Regions from separate parts of the Canis lupus genome. Here region 1 is linked to region 2. Evidence: chromatin contacts called from public Hi-C data. All regions are on one chromosome and are shown on one strand. The core of a region is the stretch at or near the end of the contact, and the rest is flanking DNA. Distances in the headings are between cores, read along the strand shown. Region 1 overlaps TTLL6 (tubulin polyglutamylase TTLL6). Region 2 holds the start of HOXB13 (homeobox protein Hox-B13).

Region 1 (3,192 bases), core at 615-3,114, 62 kb after region 2:
CACTGTCTGAAAGTGGGTGCTGGTATAATGACGCATAAGACTTGGCTTTTGGTACTTTCACTGTGACCCAGAAAACACCCACTAGGCTGGGGCAGGGACTGGGTATTCTGGGTGGAAAGCTTAATGGGTGAATTAAAAACAAAAACAAAAACAAAAATCCTACATCATGGTTTTGCTTTGATGGCAAATGGTTTCTCAGCCTTTGGTGTTCATTAGAAACACTTTTAAGAACACCTACACCTGAGTCCTACCCCAGCCATCTGACGGGATTCTGGGGACCCCCAAAGTCACACAAACTTTGCTTTAGGACTTCCACAAAGAAAAGGCAGCCCCAAGGCATGTCAAAAGATGGGGTTAACAACTGTCCAGGTAAATCAAGATGGTCTTGATTTCAGATAAATAAGATGTGGTATAGGGGTGCCTGGGTGGCTCAGTGGTTGAGCATCTGCCTTTGGCTCAGGACATGATCCTGGGGTCCTGGGATCGAGTCTCACATCAGGACCCCTGCTCAGTGGGGAGCCTGATTCTCCCTCTGCCTATGTCTCTGACCCTCTATCTGTCTCTCATGAATAAATAAATAATTTTTTTTAAAAAAAGATGTGGTATATATATATATAATGGAATATTACTCAGCCATCAAAAATGAAATCTTGCCATTTGCAGCAATGTGGATGGAACTAGAGGGTATTATGCTAAGCAAAATAAGTCAATCAGAGAAAGACGATTATCATATGATTTCACCCATATGTGGAATTCAAGAAACAAAACAGAAGAGTCTAGGGGCAGGAGGGAAAAATAAAATAAAATGAAATCAGGGACAGAGACAAACCATAGGAGACTCTTAACTATAGGAAACAAACTGAGGCAGTCGCTGGAGAGGAGGGGGCCGGGGGAGGGGGTAATTGTGTGATAGACATTAAGGAGGGTGCAGGATGTAATGAGCACTGGGTGGCTCATGAGGCAGTTCAAAGAGCTCACTGGACCCCAGCCAGCAGAGCCAAAAAGTATGAAGCTGGGGTGGCCAGCCAATGCACACTTGCTAAAGGACTGCTGTACACATGAAATGAGAGAACCCCAAGAAACTGCCCCCACTGTCATGGGGAGCCTAAGGACCATTTGGGGAGGGTTCAACACACATATGGAACAACTGAGGATGCATTTATATAAAGACAGATTAGTAAAGGCCACTCAATTCAGAGGCCTACTGCCTCTACCTGTCATTGTCAGGGAATAATATGTGGCACATAAATGAATTTTCCAGATCGCTTGAAGCCAATCCACTCAAGTGCAAAAAAAGATGTGCTTAATTTGCCTAATTGGGAAATAAATTTTCCCAAAATAGATTATATACTTCCTTGCCTTCTTATAACAGACACTGCAAATCATAACATAACCTCTTCTTGATGATTCAGGCACATCACAATGAATATATATTATTGTATAATTTCATAATGCCCAGTGGTTAGCCAATTCAATTTAACACACCAGTTATGTGCCAGGCGCCCTGAGAGATGAAGAGGACCTGGTCTCTGCCCCCAAGCCCTGCCAGATTTCCAGTCGTTCTGTCTTTCCTTCACTGTTTCTGCTAAGTTTACAGCTGGTGGGGGGTTTACCTGGGGTGCAGTTGGCCGAGCTGGGGATGAGGGAATTGGGGCAGGTGAGGTAGTCAGAATGAGAAGCAGATCGCCTCAGAAGAGGAGGAAGGGGAAGAACAGGAGAGGTAAAAGGAAAAGGGAGGAACAGGAGGAAAGAAGGACTCTGCCCAGCATATGGGAGGCGCCTAGAAGGCCAGGGTGCCACTCTAACCCTCAAGGAGGCTAAGCACAATTGAGAACACGTGACAGACGTGTGCACCAAGCCAAGAGCGGTCATGAGGTATGGCTGATGTTGACCAGAGGGTAGTGGGAGTCCAGAGATGGGAAGGTTGCTGTGGGTGGTTTGACTCGGATTCCACAGGCTCGTCCTCAGAGACAGATCTCATCTGATTAACTGAGCAGAGACTCACAGAGAAGGCTGGCTTCACGGTGGCAATATGGCTGGACCAGGACCCAAAGCCAGATCAGGGGAGGCAACATGGAAGCCCAGTGAGCCAGAAGAACCTTCAAGGATGTTATCCCATGTTTTTGGTTGGTGCTGAGCAAAGATGGAGAAGTGGGAATGAACAAGGCCCATATATGGAATGTGAGCCACAGAGTGTCCAACAGACACCACAGAGAGAACAGACAGACGGTGTGGCCCAGTGGTTAAGGGTAGAGACTCAGGAGTTTTCCTTGCAGCTCTACTACCTGTTTCCTAATACGCAAAATCATGCTGATAATAATAATTCTTACCTTCAAGTGCTGTTGTGAGTGTTGTGAGTGGGCTGAGGTGTGTATGTTTCCTAGAGTAGTGCCTGCCAGATAGCAAGTCCCCAACAATGCTGACTACCAGTGTAGTAGTGTAACAATGGATGGTGGCGTCTGGTCAAATTACAGTAGATTGAGAAGAAGAGTTTGAACCTGAATCTCTAGGTACCTGGGAGCCCCATCTCTGTGGAAGTAATGAGTAGAGAAGTCCTCCCTTATGTATGGAGGACGCTTGGCCCCATGGATAGTGCCAAACTCTACATGCACTGCTTTTCTCCTATACATACACTTCTATAATAAAGGTTAGTTTATAAATTAGGCCCAGAAAGAGATCCATAATAGTAACGTCACATGCCTACATCATTCACCTCATTTATCTCATCAGGTAGGACCTTATCATTTCACATCATCATCATAAGGAGGGCCAGTACAGTAAAGGAAGATATTATGAGAGAGAGAGAGAGAGAGAGAGAGAGAGACACCGCATTCACCTAACTGCAGGTAGCTGAAACCATGGATAAGCAGGGACCACTGGATACGGAATACAGAATAACAATAACATTCACCTGCATGGGGGTTAATGTTTTTGAAGCCCATTCGTACACGTCATCTCAATAGGTCCCTCATGGCAAATCTGAGGATGGCCAGCCAGAATTCATATTTTCCTGTCATTTTATTTTATTTTTTAAAGATTTATTTACTTATTTACGACAGACACACACAGAGAGAGAGAGAGAGAGAGAGAGGCAGAGACACGGGCAGAGGGAGAAGCAGGCTCCATGCAGGGAGCCTGACGCGGGACTCGATCCCAGGTCTCCAGGATCACACCCCCGGCCAAAGGCGGCGC
Region 2 (3,102 bases), core at 348-2,847:
GATTCTACAGGCAAATTAAGTGCAGAAAGGAACACATTTCTGCTCCCACTCCCAATACACAAACACACATACACACACCTCCCCCCCCCAACATGCACACAACGCACACACACATACACATGCCCCTAAATTATGACTGCAGGGAATCTAAATTTTCCTTTAGAAACTGAAAAATTGGGATCCCTGGATGGCTCAGCAGTTTAGTGCCTGCCTTCGGCCCAGGGCGTGATCCTGGGGTCCCAGGATCCAGTCCCACATCAGGCTCCCTGCATGGAGCCTGCTTCTTCCTCTGCCTGTGTCTCTGCCTCTCGCTCTCTCTGTCTCTCATGAATAAATAAAATATTTTTGAAAAGAAACTGAAAAATTCATCTGAAAGAAAATGAGGGTTTGTATTCTTCACAGAACATTCAATATCCATGTTCCTACCCACCCCATCCCCATTACTCACTGAATAGAGAGTCATTTAGCCTTTTGGTAGAATTAACCCTGGGATCTGCGAGGTAGAACAGCCTGATTCCCGTCAACAGCAAAAAGAATCAAACACTTGGACATATTGAAAAGCAGGTCCCAAGGCCTCCTAAGGAGATGAAGGTACCTGGTAGCCCACAGCCTTCCAATAGCACCCAGCTCAGGCCCCTCATGCTGACCCTCTGGGGCCTCCACCCTGTCTCTTCAACTGCCTGAACCCTCCTTCAGCGTCCTAACAGCCAACTGATGAGCACAAGCTCCTCCTCACAGGCCCCAAATCTCCCTTCACTTCCTCCCCCTGCGAGCACCAGCACGGCCTACCACCCACAGTCAGCAGCACCAAGGGGACCCAACAAACATAGTGGGGCAAGTTACCTGCAAATGCTGCCTTCCAGAAGGCACTGGGTGGGTTCTGCTCCCCCTGGCAACACATCTGGCCGTTCCAGCCACCGGTGAGGGCCCAGGGCTGGTAACTGTCCACAGGCAGCAGGGAGTCGTGGCGAGGCTCCCCGGGGGCTCCCAGAGTCTGCACCACCGACACATCCAGGTAACTGGCCATTGGCTGGTAGGGTCCCGGGTACCCAGGATAGAAGGCAAACTCGGTGGGTCGGCTGGGGTACTCCTCCCCGGCCGTGGCCGTCTCCGCGGGGTAGGCAGCGAGGGTGGCCGCCTGGGCACAGGGTTTCAGCGAGCTCCGGGCCACCCGGCAGGAGTAGTACCCGCCTCCAAAGTAGCCGTAAGGCACCGGAGCCGGGGCCGCCCCCTGGGGCACCCCGGGGCAAGGGTGGCACTGCTTCGGCGGTTCCGCGGGGCCCGGCAGATCCAGCGGCGCGTAGCTGACAGCGGGCATCAGCGGAGGCGCCGCGGCCGGGTGGGTGGCCAGCGGCGACGGGGCCACGAGATTCCGACCCCCTCCCACTACCGACAAGCCTTCCAGGTCCTTGGCCCCGTCCAGGGTGGCGTAGTCGCCGGGCTCCATGGGGCCGAGGGTCCGCTCATGGGGCGCTGGGGCGGGGGGATCCGGGGGGCACCCAGCCGTCTCTCCCCACCCAGGCCCCGGGAATCCAAGGCGTTTTAAATCGCTCCCAGCTCTCACGGCGCTGCATTCGCTCAGCCCGGCAGCCCTGACGCAGGAGACGCAGGTGCCAGGGCACGCGCGCTGATTGGCCGCGGCCTGCGGGAGGAGGCTAATAAAATCTTCGGGGCAGAAATTGCGAAAATACTTTACCCCTGCTCCTCTCTGTCTCTTCTCCTCCCTCCCTCCCTCCTTCCCTCCCTCCCTCTCTCCCTCCCTTCGTCTCTCCCTCTTTCCCTCTCCCTCACTTTTATTGCCTGTGAAAACAAGAACGCAGAGGAAAGCTGCTTTCCAGTTTGGAGCTACCCAGCTGGGGGGGGGGGGGGGGCGGAGAGGAGGGAGGCGGAGGGAGAGAAGACAGGGGCCATCCCGCCCCCGCCGCCTCCTCTCCCTCCCCGGCTCTCTGTCTCCGGTGCTTTGGCTGGTTTAACGAGAGAATAAAAAGCTCCCCCTATAAAACGTGCGTCTCAAGGGGAAGGGGGGGCGGGGAGTCGGGGGGGGCGGGGGCGGGAGGCCGCTCTGTGCCTGAAAGGGGAACCTGGGAATGTGCCTGAACCAGAAGAGGCTGGGAAATGGGGGCCAAAGGGTATTTCTGGGAGCCCCCGGCTCTGGGTCCTGGCTACCAGCAACCCGGTTCATTCCAGGTGCCCCTCCTATTCCGGATGCGCGTAATACGCTGCCCAGGGAAGTGCCTGGCAAGCCCCTTCCCCGGGGATCCCAGCTCCCGCCCCTGCCGCTCCCGGATCGGGGTGGGGCAGAAGGAGAGGGAGGGGGACAAGAGCTCGGAAGAAGACGGGACATCTGGAGCCTGGGACGTGCAACGGTCAGATCTGAAGGGGAAATGAAGTTTCTAGATGTAGCCTGTGAAAGGGGGGTCTGGATTTGCATTTAATGGTGGGGAGAGAGATATGTAGGAGAGAGGACACGCATGACCTGTATATTCAGAGAGAGAGAGGCAGGGATAGCAGCACAAAGGGAGAAAGAGACAACTTGAAGGAGGGAATGGGAACGGATCTTATAAAATCCTGAAGTACCAGCCAGAAAAGAGGACCTCTTCCCTCCCTCGTTTTCTGAGATCTAAGGAATTTCTGCGAAGCCAGGCCTAATTGGCCATGCATTAGTTGCAGGGGTTCTGGACCCCAAGAAAGAAGAAGCCTGCCCTGTGTGGAGATGTCTAGCCTCTCTGCCCTGGGGTTCTCCTCTTATGTTCCAAGAGGCCCAGGTGACTCACTCTGACCCTGACACATTCCTACCCAAGCTGAGTATCCAGAAAGCCCAGGACCCCTATCTGCTTCCTCCAGGCTTTCCACTTCCTTAGAAGGAAAAAGGGATTGAAGAGAGAGCCCCACCATTGCAAGAATTTCTGGAGGCCCCTCTGTTGAGCCCCCGCCTTTTTTAAAAAGAGATATTTTATTTATTCATGAGAGACAGAAGCAGAGGGAGGAACAGGCTCCCTGTGGGGAGCCGATGCAGGACTTGATCCCAGGACCCCAAGATCATGCCCTGGGCATGAAGGCAAATGCTCAACCGCTGAGCCAACCAGGCATCCCTGTTGAGCC

Evidence for each region. Hi-C and Micro-C count contacts between places; a contact is called where the count stands out from the background.
Region 1: a Hi-C map of liver shows a contact between it and region 2, with 4 times the contacts expected there. The contact joins the enhancer-like site here to the promoter of HOXB13 in region 2. A contact is called at or near these places in 3 of 9 Hi-C or Micro-C datasets (amygdala, liver and skin fibroblasts).

The regions. Positions count from the first base shown.
Region 1 is chr9:24,973,552-24,976,743 of UU_Cfam_GSD_1.0, forward strand. The region is part of intron 9 of TTLL6 (tubulin polyglutamylase TTLL6); the gene reads right to left. Among named protein-coding and RNA genes, the nearest start is that of TTLL6, 17 kb to the right of the region's middle. Within about 2 kb of position 1,865, at least 2 of the 20 cell types and tissues checked have an H3K27ac peak or open chromatin away from gene starts, as enhancers often do.
Region 2 is chr9:24,911,372-24,914,473 of UU_Cfam_GSD_1.0, forward strand. It overlaps HOXB13 (homeobox protein Hox-B13), which reads right to left and starts at 1,598. Exons shown (of 2, transcript XM_038547593.1): 1 at 844-1,598. The coding sequence starts at 1,447.